Linked DNA regions of Zea mays: region 2 is linked to region 1. A link is a contact called in public Hi-C data. All regions are on one chromosome and are shown on one strand. Each heading gives the region's core, a stretch centred on a gene start, on an enhancer-like site or on the middle of the called end of the contact. The rest is flanking DNA. Distances are from core to core; before and after follow the strand shown.

Region 1 (4,711 bases), core at 1,965-4,464:
TCCGACTCAAGAAGCCGCACCCGCTCCTCGATGGCCGCCCCAAGCTTCTGCTTCTCCACGCCGTACGACGAGTCGCCGTGGATCTTGAACCGGTCGTGGTAGTGCTTGTACCGCTGCATCTGCTGCCTGCCGGTGTGCACGGTCTCTACACAGATCTCCTCCTCGTAGCGGTTGCAGCTGTGGCCGGTAATGCTGTTCCACGTGTGATCTTGGCCGGTACCTCCGCCGCAGAGCCAACTGAGCCACGAAAAAAAGAGGTCAGCAATCCAATTTTTTTTTCACCGAAAACAAAGAAAGTTTATAGACATGCCCGCCGCCCGATCGCATAAAAGTGTAAGAGCTCCAAAAGCATACCACATACACTGTCCGCACTTGCAGCGGACAAGGTTGCAGCCGCCGTTCTTCTCGATGGCCTTGAAGCATTTGGGGCAGCTCTTGGTGTTAGCGAGGATCCACTTGATGTTCTCTCCCTCGGACCGGCTGGCATTCCATTTCTCCCATATGGTGCACGGGCAAGGCGAGTGCGCATGCCCCATGCAGTTAAAGCAGAAGCTTAAGCCGCAGGGGCATTCCACCTCACAGCAGCGCTCATCAGTGCCCACGCGAATGGCATGGCCACAGTTCGGGGTGCTAGGGCACCACTTCACAGAGGCATTGTCCTCAAGGTAGGACCCAAGCAGGAAGCGATTGAAGTTCTTGGCCATGTCTGGATACTTTTGGACAAGGAGAAACCGCACGAGGTCCTCATCGCAGAAAGCCGAGCACTTGACCTCCATGCACCGAATTTGCTTTTTCCCGCTCTCTACCGCAGCGTGGAAATACTCCGTCCAACCTGGAGGAAAAAGAGAGTAGCAGTAGCAGTCAAGCTATGGTAAGCAAATCATTCATCTATTTGAAATCTCTTTTGATCATTTATTTGAATACTCAAGGATTGTAATATATATTTGGTAGATGAAACTTCATAGAGAAACTCACACACCAAAAATAAATAAATAAGCTCATATTAATTAAGGCATCTATACTATACATATGAAAACGTAAACCACAGAGGCCTTGTTCGCGGTTCGGTTGCACATGGATCGCACATGGATCGAAGGAGATTAAATCCCTTTTCATTCAACTTTGAATAGGAAGAGATTTAATCTCCTCTAGTCCCCTCAATCCACCCTTAACCAAACAAGCTCTGAGGTGGAATGTGGAAACTTACAGTCATTGCAGAAGCAGTGCCCACAGTCCATGGTCGAAACAGCATCCATGGAGAAGTCCTCAAAACACACTTTGCAGGTCACTGTTCTCCATGGTGTCATTGAGCCAGCTGCTGCAATGCTGTTGACCTCCTGCAGCACGATCCCTGAATTTCTGAGCATGCGTTCTCGCCCCATGTCTAGAGAATCATAGATGCCATCCATACTCCATCGGTGGTGAATGAGGAGGGCTCGTGCTTGATGTTGATTTATATTGAGCAAGTTCATCACCGTAGACAGATCTTGTTTCTGTGGGTAGAGTTGGTTAGTACAAAACTGTACTCCCTCCGTTCATAAATATATAACACCATTGACTTTAAAAAAAACTTAAGTCACTCGTCTTATTAAAAAAATAATGAGTTATCATTTATTTTGTTGTGATTTGTTTTATCACTTAAGCTAGTTTGTGCTTAACTTAAAGTTTTACATTTTTGAATAAGACCGGTGGTCAAAGTTTTTGAAAAAAAGTCAACGATGTCATATATTTGTGTACGGAGGGGTAGTAGTAGATAAACATTTGGACAGAACAGATACCATCTGAACGATGGCTATGAACACTTAGGAAATGGTTGAATCTGTTCCATTACCTGTGCAGCGAAAACGGTATCTTGTGTGATAGCCTGCAACAACAATTATGCATGTAACATGTTTCTTTACAAGTAATATTCAGTATGCAAACAACATGGATGAATCTAAAAACAGCATGGGTGAATTTAGTTGGTTAAAACAAATAAAGAATCTTCTTGGGGAAACACATCCTCTGTTTTGGGTGCACTCCACTGATCTGCACCTCAAACAATGCAAAATATTCCGTATATATGATTGCACAAAACAAGACCACTACTACACAAATAAAGAAGAAAAACAGATGTTTACACCATAGATCAAACCTCTGCCCATCAGATGGTGAGAACTGAACTAATATCAGTATAATAGATGAATGATTGCTTGCTACAACATACCTTATTTCGGACTTCAGGCTGTTTTCAAGTCGTCCGATTAATTGTGATTAGTTGCGATTAATCGTCCAAGTCGGTTTGGACCAATCACAATTAATCGCCCAAGTCGTCCGGCTAATCATGATTAATCGCAATTAACGGCCAACAAGTCGGCCGACTAATCATGATTAATCGCAATTAACGGCCAACAAGTCGTCTGACTTGAAAACAGTCAGAAGTTACCGACTTAGTGACTGCTTGGTGAATATCAGTATGATGTTTAGTTATCTTAGTGGTAATCAAATACATGAGGATAAATAACAGATTGTGTTTCATCCAGTTTTTAAGTAAATTGAAATTCCAGGTTTTTAAGGAAAAAAAGAGAAGTGACCAACATGCACATGCATCTCGTAATTATTTGGCAAAGGTAAGATTTTGTTGACCAATGGCCACTACTTTGGGCAAAATTAAATACTACACTTTACACTTTACAGTGAAAAGACAAGTACTCTGATGGACTCTAGCAATTCTTATCTTATACAGCTAAGACAAGTAGACAGGAATTTGTTTGTTCACTGCTCTCAAATTCCAAGTACACACGGATACATCCCACCGAATTAAAATATAACAACCCAATCTGGTGAGGATCTGAAGACATCCAGCACCGGTTCCTCGTGACACCCCGTTATTTTATTTCTTACAACGATGAACTTATATAAAGGTTTGGTGAATCGGGGCAGGCAGGGCGATTCTCGAATCGATCGGCGAGGTCCTCCCAGATCTCGCCGGCGCGGAAATCCCAACCCGGCAAACACACACAATTATCATCCCCGCGACTAGCCGGGGCGCCCCGGGGTTCGGATCAGAGATCACTCACCCAGTAGTCCGCGCGGCCCTCCGGCGTTGGAAGCGAAGAGTCCTCCTCCAGTCCGGCGGCGGCGTCTTCCTCGGCGTCGTCGTCGTCGTCGTAGAAGTAGTCGCACGCCTCCTCGTCGTCGCTCGTCATGGCGGTGGGTCTCGGTTGATCGCGGCGGGGTGGGGGGAGACGAGAGGATAGGGGAGAGGAGAGGGTTTTCCGAGGGAGCGAGGGGCACTAACGACGGACCGATGGGGCGATGACGATGCTTAGCGTGAACTCGAACGCAAGATCGGAACGGCCACGCTTCAAGGGGTTTTATGTGGTGGATGTGGGCCAGCGCCATGCCACGTGCCGTGCCGTCAGGGGTTGCTCTTCGGTTCGGGTTGGACCACGGCTCCGAGTCGTCTCCGCCAGCATAGCTGGCAGACGGACACGGACATAGGATGGCAATTTTACCGGCGGCCATACGTTTCGTCCGTGCTAGATTTAGTGGGTGTTTGGTTTGCCCCTGCTAAAATTTAGCCCCTATCATATCGAATGTTTGAACCTCCGTTTGGAGTATTAAATGTAGTCGGATTATAAAACTAATTTCTCAGCCGAAGATTAAAAAGTGAGACGAATCTAGTATAGTTGGTTGAGTCTATATTTCATACTCCTATTTGAAAGTCAAACACTTGATGTGACCCGAGCTAAACTTTAGTCCACAGAACCAAACACCCCTGACGGGTCATGTTGAAATATGCCTCTAATTTCTTTTATATATTTAAAATATACTTTAAAATATGATTTTCTATACACCTATAAATATAGGCTCTCTATTTAACTTTACTCTATAGTTGATAGTGGATTTGTTTACTCGTACTTGTTTGCTCCTCTATATTGGAGGATATTTTTCCACGTAACTCTTTGTGTCTATTTTATTTTTTAACAAGTGGTATCAAAGCTAGGGTTAGACATGTTATTTTTATCCATATTGTGGTCGTCGCCGCCGGGTTTTGCCTTCGTCGATCTACAGTAGCCGTCGCTTCGTACTTCCACAAATCAGTTTGTGTCGCGCCGCTGTGATCTGTGTCCGAATCTGCGTTGTCGCTGGATTCTTCCCCAGACTCATCAGTGGTTGCGCTCGTTCATCGTCGACACACGTGCTGTCTCTGTCGGCGAGGAATCCTATTGAATCACCAGCATGTTCGCATCTATGTGCAGGCGACGTGTACTGGTTTTGTGTGGTGGGTGCTTGATCGATCTACAACAGCTCTCAACGAGAGAGTCACACCCACGTGCACCTGCTACGGTGGATTCTCTCACCGAAGAACAAGGACATTATCAATTCTCTTGTTTCCAAGCACCTTGGCATTAGTGCATCACAAGTTCTCAAGTAAATGTGCACACGTAAATTAAGCCATTATTATCAATCAGTTTTGTTTTTTCTAGGTGCACCAAGGAGACAAGATATCTAGCTAACTCATCAGATTGATCATGGTTTTTGTTCTTCGATTTCGTTGACTTCGGAAATTTTTTATCTCGCATTATGTCGACTAAATTTGATATTCTGAAGTTTGATTTGGCAGATTCAGATGAAGGTTGTTCTTATCTAGTTGGTTGTTCAAAAGGCGTTGTAGACATGACCTGCTAACATGACTGATGATAAGTGGCAAGATATTGATGAGAGA
Region 2 (5,404 bases), core at 2,555-5,054, 170 kb after region 1:
TGATGTTGACTGCTTGATATGCATGCTTTTATGTCCATTGGTTATTGCATCACAATGTTCATCTAAAATTTGGGCTGACAAACCTGTTTCTTCCTTGACTTATTGTTCATTTGACCCCTTAAAGCTACCACTGTCTATTATGATTATTTCAGCACCAATAGTTTGTCTGCAGTTTTCATTGAAATATTTATTCATTCAAAAGTTGGGACCAATGAACCTGATAAATTCAGAACATGTTATGGCTTTGAGGAATAAATGCAGTTTTTATAATTTATCGTTTATGTTTATATCATAATATGTCATTTGTACCCTTGTCTAAGTATAGAAACGGTTGCTTGTCTTATGTCAACACAAATCAAATTTTGTAGGATTTGTGGTTTTGTATAAGGACGATGAAAGATTTAAGTGTCCAACATTTGATCTTTAAACTTTAGTCAACTATTATATTTTTAGACCAAGAAATCAAATGTATCTTAACAGATTAAGAAATCACCAATGCAACAACTATTTTGGATTCCAAGCAATTTCGGTGTTACAAATGAGGCTAGCATCTCACCTGAAGTTCTCAAAATATATTTTTTTCCTGATCATGGGTTGTATCATTGTCTGATTGACATTTTCATGATTACTCTAAGGTATATACATTTTAGTCCACTCTGATCTGCTCCACCTTCATCCTTAATTACATTCCAAACATTTATAAGGCGAACGTTGTTTATTAGATTCTTTTTTAAAAAAACTGAAAATATAGCAGAGTTGTATGTCCTATTAAAAAGAGGATGATCATATTGCCTGAACTTTTTATTTTGAAACGGAGTGGTCTTATTGCCTGAACCTGATATTTTGAGCTCTGAAATATATTTGATTGACTGTAGAATTATTTCAAGAACAGACTGTATTGTAGTAACCTTTTTCTCCTGGAGTATAATTATCTGTATTTGAATGCTCCTTTTATATGATGATGAATTGTTCTACAGTATCTTTATTTGCAAATGTAGCAACAATATACTAATTTGATGTACTTTTTTCTAGGGTGTTCTGGACAAAGAAAGCTTGTACCTTAAAACAGGAGGATACAAGAAGCTGGAGTGGTAGTCTGAAAGCTTTTGAACTGCTTGAAGCATTAGTGTAGCTTTGGTGCTTTTGTGACTGATCAGCTCTGGAGCAGCTAGAGTGATGTAGTTGTGGGCTTTTGAACAATAGCTAGAGTGATATGAAACATTAGTGATGTAGTTGTGGGCTTTTGAACTGCTTCACGCTGGAGTGATGTTGTTGTGGTGCTTTTGTGACTGATCATTTCTGGAGCTTTTGTGAATGATCTAGCTAGCTAACTGTAAATGATCTAGTTGTGAATGATATTATAATTGTGATACTTTTGTGAATATATAATTGTGGTGCTTTTGTGTTTATGTGATGGATCTATGACTCTAGTATACTGATTAACTGTGTATGTCTTTATGATTTGTGTATAAAAATCTGTGATTTGTGGTGCTTAATTAAATGTATATTATTATTAATAACAACTGTAAAAGGGTGACTTTCTGTTGGTTGCAAAATGTATAGTATGACGACTTACAGTTGGTTGCTAAATCTATAGTACAGCAACCCACGGTTGGTCGCTAAATATACAATATTAGCAACGGATGGTCGGTCGCTAAAAAGATGTCGGTCGCTAAAGCCTTTAGCGACGGCACTTATAACGACCATCCTTATGGGTCGCTAAAAGTATTTAGCGACCAACCGTAGGTCGCTGAAGGCCGTTTTAGCAACCAATCGTAGGTCGCTGTAAGTGAACCGTCGTGTAGTGTGGCCGAACCATGGGATAAAATTGTTGTGTTAATTGTCCATTTACTTTATTGCGATTATCGTCTTCTTGAGTTCTCATATTCACTTGTATTATTTCCCCTAAGTTTGATACACATCTTAAAGGAGCAGTCAAGTGAAGAGTTATGTTCTCTGTTTCTCAATTCTCAAATTTGGTTTGATTTACTCTAACTCAACTATTAGACCAAGTTTGTTGTTTTAAGTTAAATTTTGCAGGTTCACATATTCACCCCCCTGCTTTAGGTACTCTCAATCACCACCCAAGACTACGCCTGGCTCTGGCACTAAGCAGACTCACGCTCAGCGCGTGACAACCATCGCAGTAAGGGTCTACCCCTAAACAGCTTTAGTATCGAATAAACCCCAAGCAATCCACGTGATTGCTCGGGGGTTACATCTAGCAGATGCGCTTGTGCGCACCTGAGATTTCGGTCATCAATAAGAGTCGAACAAACTTGGACCCGCGCTCAGCGTGTGACGACCATCGCACCATAAACTGCTCTAATACCGAGTGAACCCCCCCCCCAAAGCAATCCACATGGATTACTCCGGGGCAACATCTAGCAGATGCCACTGAATTGGAGTTTGGATGTCACTGAATCGGAGTTTGGGATTGTATGGTATAATTCCACACAATACTGAGGGGTGAGACTTTGTATTGAGAGAGCGGATTTCTAGTTATAGTCCAATTCCAGAGAATTAAGTCTCTAATTCTAAATCTTAATTTCACATGCAACCGAACAACAGAATTTACGAAAGCTGATTCCAATTGTCAATTCTGTACTCCAAAGTCTACATCCAAACGGAGTTCAGAGCTTGATTGGTTGGATGGACCGGAATTGTTATATTAGTACAAGAGGAAACTATTTTCCACGGTGGTTGAAGATTCTTTTTCTTTGTGGAAAGCAAGATAATCAATCGGATGGGATCGACTAACTGCTAGCCGGCCTGCTTTGAGCATAGAGCCAGTACTGTTGGAGTCCTAGTAGATCTGTACTGCTATCTCGCCTAATCAATCATAGCATCGCGAACAGCAAGCATAGCATAGCGGATACTTTAGGTGCCCATTCTCCGTTTGTCCTTGCAGTCCAGCCAGAAAACCGGGTACCTGTACTGGTACTGCACGTGTATAATGCTAGCTTTGACTCTTGGGTTTCAGACAGTATACTTAGAGCCTCCTGCAAGCTACCTGCTGGCTAGCTGCTATCTCTCTTATATGTTGCTGATCTAGATCTGTGCTGTTGTGTCGTTTAAAGGTGTGTACAACCTCATTTAATACGTGTCTCTTGAGAGATTTCTAGGAGACTAATTATAAATACAAGAGACGAGCTTTTCACCAAGAACCGTGTCTACACGATTTTCCATACATATTATCTATTAATTGTATTCCTTATTCAGAGAGGATTGTGTCGTCTCTTAGCTGTATTTTATGCACTACCAGAACAGTCTCTTAGCTATATTTTATGTACTACCAGAACAGAGTTCTTTGTGGAGTGCCACAGGCAATCAACAAAGCCTCGATAACACTCGATAAATCTCTGAGCACTCGTCAAAAAACACATTAAACACGTTTCTGGTAGTGGTGCTTGGAAAACCGATCCGTGATATCAGGGTTTATATGTCCTAATCAAGCTGCTGCCCATTCTCTGTATGTCCTTCCACTCGAGCCTGAAAATCGGGTACCTGCACTGCACGTGTATCAATCTGGTCGTTAGGCTTTAATACCGATTTCTACTGTTTTTATAGTGTTTTTGTCTCTATAAATTATAGCTGCAACAGTATGAACAGCTGTCTTTAATTTTGAAGCGAACAACCTGTATACAGTAAAAGCAGGAGAAACCGGTTCAAATTACAGTCGACCTTGACAACCAGTACAGTCGCTAGCTATGACTCTTCGGTTTCAGTGACGCAGTACATGCTAGCTTGCTGCCATCTCTCTTCTCTATATATATGTGCATCGCCGCGCGCATACATACATGCATAGTAAAGTTAGCAATGTCGATGGATTACTTGGCTGCTGCTGTACCCGTGACCTTGGCTCTGGGAGTGGGATCTATCTTGTTGGTCTTACGATGGACGTACTGCCGCCGCCGAACAAGCGCCGAACAAGTGAGACTGCCGCCGGGGTCAAGGGGCCTCCTGTTCCTAGGGGAGACGCTCCACTACCTGGCAGCGTCCTCCACCCCGGGGGTATTGCCACCATTCTTCCAGCGACGGTTGGAAAGGTACGGCGACGATACTGTAACTTCCTTTCTAAGCGTCTTTGCATCGTCGTCGTTACGTTCATGCATGCTTGGACGACTTGTTGGAGAGCTTGCTTGCAGGTATGGCCCCATCTTCCGGACGAACCTGGTCGGGGAGGATCTCGTCGTGTCGCTGGACGCGGAGCTGAACGCGCACGTGCTGAAGCAGGAGGAGCGCGGCTTCCAGATCTGGTACCCGCCCTCCTTCATGCGCGTCTTCGGCGCCGACAACATCACCGCCAAGCTCGGCGTGCTCCACCACCACATGAGGACCCTCGTGCTCCGCCTCTTCGGCCACCAGACCGTCCGCTCCGTGCTGCTGCACGACGTGCAGCGGAGCGCGCGCGACGAGCTGCGCTCATGGCTCGGCCGCCCGGACGTCGAGGTCAGGACGGCCACCTCCAGGGTTAGTAGCTCTTCGTTATATATTAGTAGCTTTCACTCACTCTTTTTCGCTACTACAATACAATATATATTAATTACTAGTATAATATCCGTGCGTTACGAAACTACATAATTATATTTCATAATATTGGTCGAGAAGGACAAGGTTGTACCCATAATACAATCAGTGATTGAGCGAAAGTAAATCACTCATATGGACCCTCCAAAAAATACCAATAATAAATAAATTTAATGTCAAAGTGAGCATGTTGTCTATAAACCAGATATTAAATTGATAAGAATAAATATTACACTTTGTTTTATCCAAAAGACTGAGAAAAATATGGATTGAAAAAGAACCCTTCTTACAGGGTGTTACTATATGTATACGACTTATTGTCGTATTATGCTTGGTGGCTTCTCGCGGTTTATATATGGTGTAACAGCCTTGATGACTTATAACTCAAGACATTGACTCCATATAAACATACGGTATGACCGCTGGTTTTAAAGACCCACAACATCTTTCATTGAACCTATGCCCTTTTATTTTCTCTTAGACACACGCAGTAAACACACAATTCATGAACAGATAGAACCATAAAGAAATCTCTGGCTATTGCACAATAATCTGATAGAGAAGAAAACATGCCTCAACAATTATTAGACAGAGGTCATGCGGGGATTCATGATGCAGCATGCATGAGCCATGCATGAGTTAAGCGGTGTCCAGTATTATCTTGTGTCATGCACGAGGGGTGGTTAATTCCGATCCAGCTACAATAAACATATGGGCTAATGAACCAAATACCTCGAACAATAGCCATCCACTACGTATCTGTCGTCCATTCTTTGCATCGGAAGGCCACCGACCAACTCTATCTCATTCCCAACTATCCTAGCTCTCGCGAAACAGTACACACTCAGCTTCGAATGAAGCTACAATAAAATGC

What was found. Hi-C and Micro-C count contacts between places; a contact is called where the count stands out from the background.
Region 2: a Hi-C map of ear shows a contact between it and region 1, with 1.5 times the contacts expected there. The contact joins the promoter of LOC109939182 here to the promoter of LOC100279995 in region 1. A contact is called at or near these places in 2 of 25 Hi-C or Micro-C datasets (ear and tassel).

What each region holds. Positions count from the first base shown.
Region 1 is chr5:18,781,090-18,785,800 of Zm-B73-REFERENCE-NAM-5.0, forward strand. It overlaps LOC100279995 (putative RING zinc finger domain superfamily protein), which reads right to left and starts at 3,215. Exons shown (of 5, transcript NM_001152943.1): 1 at 3,060-3,215; 2 at 1,832-1,864; 3 at 1,208-1,493; 4 at 355-832; 5 at 1-237. The coding sequence starts at 3,188.
Region 2 is chr5:18,947,420-18,952,823 of Zm-B73-REFERENCE-NAM-5.0, forward strand. LOC109939182 (cytochrome P450 87A3) reads left to right here and starts at 3,805. Exons shown (of 9, transcript XM_020537910.3): 1 at 3,805-4,049; 2 at 4,149-4,473. The coding sequence starts at 3,820.